Regions from separate parts of the Mus musculus genome. Here region 1 is linked to region 2. A link is a contact called in public HiChIP or PLAC-seq data. All regions are on one chromosome and are shown on one strand. The core of a region is the stretch at or near the end of the contact, and the rest is flanking DNA. Distances in the headings are between cores, read along the strand shown. Region 1 has its middle 23 kb from the start of Gm39350. Region 2 overlaps Gm33699 (a long non-coding RNA gene).

Region 1 (2,817 bases), core at 112-2,611, 570 kb before region 2:
GCTTCTACTCTCTGCTGCCTCTGAGTTTAAACACCCCTCCCTGCTCCAGGCTGCTCAGCCCCAAACTGTCACTTCCACCTTCTCCTCCCCTCTTAACTTTCCCAAAGTGAATATCATTATTAATATTATTTGCCTAATTAACACATTGGCTGAATGACAGAAAACATGCAAACAGGTTTTGCCAGAGAAACTCTGTCTGATTAAAACTGCAGCCCGTCTAATTAGATGGAGATTTCTTCATTACCTTCCCCATTTTTAGATGAGCCAGCTCCCTCCCCTGCTCCTCCTGTCCCCACTTCCCTGTAAGGTGGCTCAGCTGATGAAAGTGTTTGCTGCACAAGGATGAGGACGGGAGTTCGAATCCCCAGCAGCCATGTAAGTGCTCAGTGTGCACAGCAGCACCCCTGCAATCCCAGCAGGAGGGAGGCAGAGGCAGCCTATCCCTGGAGCAAGCTAACTAGCTGCGTCCACCGCAGGCGTTTGCATCATGTGCACATACATGCTAACATGCATACCTACTCCCACATGCCCCTTGCCTGGAGCACACACACACACACAAAGAACAATGGTTAGGAGCCCTTACTGAAAACCTGTGCTGGTGAGAGCTTTCCCACATGGAAGTCTTCCAGAGGGAGTATTGTTGCCATTTTGCAGATGAGAACACTGAGGCTTCCAGGGAATGGGCCTGGAGTAGACTTTTCAGACCCAGCCCATTCCAGCTGCCACAGCAGTTTCCCCTCAGCCTTTCCTCATTCCTCTGCCATCCATCTTTCTACAGTTGTTAGGAAGCACAAAGTGAAGTTCCATGACCAAGCCCAGGGTGGGGCCAGGGCTGTCCAGAGATGTCCTAAGCTGAGGTCAGCCAGAGTTGTGTGAGTGGCATCTACAAGAGCCTCAAGAATGTGGGAGCCCAAATTGGGAGGGTGCCGGGGCACACTGTGGTGAATGAGGTCAGACACAGTTAGGGGTGGGGCTGCCAGGTAACCTGAGACAAGTAGGCTAGAGTGGGGTTACTGGAAGGAGATGCTCTGGTGCTCTTGCCTCTGAAGACGGTCCCATGATTGTGTGAGGTACTTTACATGTGTGTGTCTCTTCCCTAGAGCCAGATGTAAGATCTCCACGCTTTGCAGATGAGGAAACAGGCTCAGAGAGGTTGAGAAACAGGGGCAAGGTCACACAGCTTAGAACAGCCTGCTAGTTTCCTGTGGGAACAGGAATGGCTTGTTTCTGGTGACTCTCAAAGCGCTCAGGGCCCAGTGGGCGGTAGCTGAGAAGCTGGGGGCCTGCCTGTCTCTGCAGTGGTTTGAGGCCTGTGGGCCAATTTTACCAGGAAGCCTAAACCCCCTAGGGAGCATGATCAGAGGCCGGCAGACAAGCCTCATTAGCCGGATCCAGAGCGCGGTGCGTCACCATGGCAGCCAGCCTGGTGCAGGCCAGGTGGTTTTTATTACCAAACTTGGAAAACTTTATGGTGGCGCCAACAATGGATCTTTATTCTGCTGTTAATAGCGTGTCTCTTATTAGCATGCATCTCTCTCCCTCCTTAATAACCTTTACATTTCCAAACTGCATTTATAATTAAGTCATTAATCCCTTACTGGAATTTCTTGGGGTTTTTTTGTGGTTTTTTTTTTTTTGTTGTTGTTGTTGTTGTTTTTTCCCATGAGCAGCAAACCAGAAGTCCCCTCTGCCTGTTGAGAAAGGAGGCCGAGCGCTCCGGAAGTGCTCTGAGAATGTCATCCCAAGTTACGGGATCCTAGCCATGGGCTGATAAGCTCAGGTTTGAGGAGGACCCGTTACTGAGGGGCTCAGAGTCAGGGCAGGGGTCTTCTCTTACCCTCAGTGGCTTCCCTACCAAGAGGTAATCTGGAACCTGAGAGCTGTTGACTCAGGAGAACAGTTATTGCCAGGGTAGTGAGGGTGGGGGGTCTCAAAGGGTCAGCAATGCGCTCGCTCAGTGAGTTGTAGCTGGGTGGGTTTACAGGTGCTGAGGTCCCGGCTGTCTCAGAGACACAAGAAGTACATTTATCAACCCCTGGGTCTCTAGAGTGGATTGAACTATGTCCTATCGGATTCATATGTCAGCGACTCCTTAGACCTCAGGACTTCTATCTGGGCTCAGCTTTTATAGCGGTGAAGTAAAAAGAGGGCGTTGAGGTAAACCTTAATCCAGTAAGACTGTGTCCTTAGAAGAGGAGGAATTTAGGACACAGTATTTACAGTGGGGGTTGAGGGGACAGTGGGAAGGCACAGGAAGGAGATAGCCATCTCTAAGCCCAGGAAAGAAGGCCTCAGAAGACATCAGCCTGCCCTCTCTTGACCGTGGATGGCGGCCTCCAGACCTGGAGGAAACTGATTTCCTCTGTCACTGACAGCCTGTGGTCCTCCATTTTAGCAGGCCTGGTGAGCTCAAATAGCCTTCTTTCTTTCCCAGTACATTCTGGGTCCTCCATGGATCTGTTCCTGGGATCTTTGAGCATCCAGAGGAGGAAAGCTTGACTTCCCAGCTCTGCCCCAGCCCTAGCTTAGGGAAACATCTCCACAGACACTAGGGTAGGGGTAGGGGGTTGCTCTATCTGGTCCCCACCAGCTCCTGACTGCCAGAGTTGGTCTACGGAGGTGGAGCTCAGCTAAGTTATCTATATGGAAGGCAGGCCTCCCTCTAGGTCAGCCGTTCTCAACCTGTGGGTCTCAACCCCTTTGACAAACCTCTAGCTCCAAAGTTATTTACATTATGATTCATATCAGTTGCAAAATCGTAGTTATAAAGAAGCGATGAAAATAATTTTATGGTTGGGGTCACCACAACGTGAGGAA
Region 2 (2,700 bases), core at 183-2,682:
GGCCACTCAGAGGACTGAATGCAAAGGGGCATAGCACTGAGCACTGGCACTGTTCATATAAATACAAACTATAGTCACAAAGATCCTCAGGGTGGAATAGACAGGGGTTGATCTCTCTCTCTCTCTCTCTCTCTCTCTCTCTCTCTCTCTCTCCCCTTCCTCCCCCTCCCCTCCCTCCTCTCTCCCTCCTTCTTCTCTCCCTCCCCTTCCCCTCCCCCTTCCTCATCCCCCTCCCCACCCTTCTCTCTCACACACACTCTCAGGAACTATTATATCAACCACTCCTTTGGATCGTGTCTACATCATCTGTGGGACATGTGACACGATGGTGCACCCACATCTGCTCCTGGAAGGTCAGGTAAACTTGCTGGTTGAGTTCCCAGAACGGAACACATCCCTGCAGCCTGCCACTGGGTCTAGGTATGCCAGATGGACGGCTGGTGAGAGAAGTGAGCCTGTTGTATACAGCTTCTCTCTGTCTGAGGTCCTTGCTGGGAAACCAAAGGCTTGAAGCAAGGGCGCCAGGAGAAACCTGGAGAGGACTGGATAAGGAAAGAGAGGCTGCACAGAGGGGAAGCCCTGGAATTTGAATAGGAAACCACAGGCTCTGGTATTGCACGTTGACCTTGACCCTACGTGGTGTTGCTATTTAAGAGGCTAAGGAAACTATAGGGGTTAGAATCAGTAGGACATTCATCACTGAAGGTAGGACCTGGGGTATCTTGTCCAGGGCATTCTCTCTCTCTCTCTCTCTCTCTCTCTCTCTCTCTCTCTCTCTCTCTCTCTCTCTCTCTCTCCCCTCCCCCTTCCCATCATTAGATGAGCCTCCTCTGCCACACACTCCTGCCATAATGATGTTCAGCCTTACCATGGTCCAGAATTAATAGAGATAAGAACTGTGATCTGAAACCACCAAAACCAGGAGTCAAAATAAATCCTCCTTACGTCCTTCACGTTGGGTCTTTTGTCTCTAAAAAAAAAAAAATGTTGTATAACCAGAGAATTGGTGGCTGCACACACGGTGAACATACTACATGCCCCTGAGCTGTGTGCACTTTAAAATGGCTCATTAAGCAACACATGTTGTCACCACAGGCACAACAAAAAGGTCAGAAACAAAAAGTTAAAGGTTGGGTCGAAAGGAGATGCGCCTTCCACAGCTGTCAAAACCACGCACAGGTGCATGTAAGGAGCGCGCTCTTGAGGTCCTCCGGTCAGGCGACAAAGCCGCGATGAGCAGCATCAGAGGCTGTGACAGCTGTGACCCTTGGGGCCTCACTTGTGCATTCCTGTGGAAAAGCAAAGCTCAGACTTGAGGCCGGCACAGCATGGAAAGAGGGACTGACTCACGACCCCTGGTAGAGAACCCCCTTCCCCTACCCAGAGGCCCTCTGGAAGATTGCACTGGCCTCCCCATACCCTGGTAGGCCATTTTCAAATGCTGCCATGCTGGCTTAATTCCACTCCATAAACATAGGTGTCTGTGGTGCTGGGGAGTGACCCGACCCATGGCCTTCTTCACTCGAGACAATTCCTCTCACACTGCGCTACACCCCAGCAAACATCCACTTTTATGGAACCATCTAAAGACGACAGCTTTTGACCACACACCTCAGCATCTTCAGCCCTTCCCGATGCCTTCCTTAGAACAATGCTCTCCAGCTCACGCCTGACCACAGTACCCATGATTCCATTGGCTTCCGGTCTAGGCTCCTCCTATCCCCCCTCCCTCCGACTCTCGTTTTGTAGGTTTGGGTGGTTCGATGGTTTCTTGGTCGTTTACTTTGGATCCTCTAGTGTCCTTCATCGTTCGTAAATGTGCGGGTTCTCCCTGCAACTGCCCCGGCTGGGAGTTTGTTCTTCTGTCTGCATGGTGCACCTCCTAAGGCTGTGCCTTGTAGATCAGTCCAGACCTTGGGTTTGCTCGGCCATTTCATCTGTCACTCAGCTCCCACTCTGTCCTGATGAGTCACGTGACCCGAAAGGCCGCACTGACACATCATTACCGCAGGAGTCCGGGTCTTTTCCTTTGAATACAGAATTACTTATGTAAATGTGTTTGTTTTTAATTGGTTCATAATAATTATACAGATTTATAAGATCAGGAGTAATGTTTCAATATGTGCATATATTAGGGTGGTTTTTTAAAATTAATTCTTTTTTTTAAATGTTTTATTTGAATCTCATTTTAGAAAACTTTGACTCCAATTTTGGTCTAAATGTAAAATGACTCCTCTGCACAGGCCCACGTGTGTGAGCTTGTGCTCCCAGTTGGTAGCGCTATTTGGGGATGTCGGGTAGCTTTTAAGAGGTAGGACTTGGCATGGCTAGCTAGCCTGGGTCCCTTGGAGTGGGCTGGGTCCAGCCAGGGACTGGTTCCCATCTAGTTCTCTTTGCTTCCTGACCCAGCCACCATGCGAGCAGCCCTTTTATACATTCTTCCTCCTTCCTCTCTGCCTTCCACCGGAGGTGACTAGAACCCTCGGAATTGTGAACCAGCGATGATTTACAAGTCATTTAAAGTCATACTTCCTGTAAGTTGCCTAGACTTTGTGTCAGTATCGAAAGCTGTTCCCTACATATTTACCGCTGGTTAACCATCTTTAGAAACACGAGTAAAGCTGACATCTTCTTTGCCATTTTTAAAGTGTTTTATTTATGTGTGTGTGTGTGTGTGTGTGTGTGTGTGTGTGTATTCCA

Evidence for each region. HiChIP or PLAC-seq counts read pairs in DNA pulled down with a chosen protein or histone mark.
Region 1: a contact with region 2 is called in an H3K4me3 HiChIP or PLAC-seq map of embryonic stem cells, with 6 times the contacts expected there. The contact joins two enhancer-like sites. A contact is called at or near these places in 1 of 15 datasets of contacts at CTCF or cohesin (large pre-B cells), 4 of 115 datasets of contacts at active chromatin or transcription factors (embryonic stem cells and large pre-B cells) and 2 of 9 other capture datasets (embryonic stem cells and embryonic trunk).

What each region holds. Positions count from the first base shown.
Region 1 is chr9:61,617,210-61,620,026 of GRCm38.p6, reverse strand. No RefSeq gene overlaps it. Among named protein-coding and RNA genes, the nearest start is that of Gm39350, 23 kb to the right of the region's middle. Within about 2 kb of position 1,361, at least 79 of the 459 cell types and tissues checked have an H3K27ac peak or open chromatin away from gene starts, as enhancers often do.
Region 2 is chr9:61,051,338-61,054,037 of GRCm38.p6, reverse strand. Gm33699 (a long non-coding RNA gene) reads right to left here. Exons shown (of 6, transcript XR_003948174.1): 2 at 1,612-2,027; 3 at 869-1,289. Among named protein-coding and RNA genes, the nearest start is that of Gm46116, 4.2 kb to the left of the region's middle. Within about 2 kb of position 1,432, at least 10 of the 459 cell types and tissues checked have an H3K27ac peak or open chromatin away from gene starts, as enhancers often do.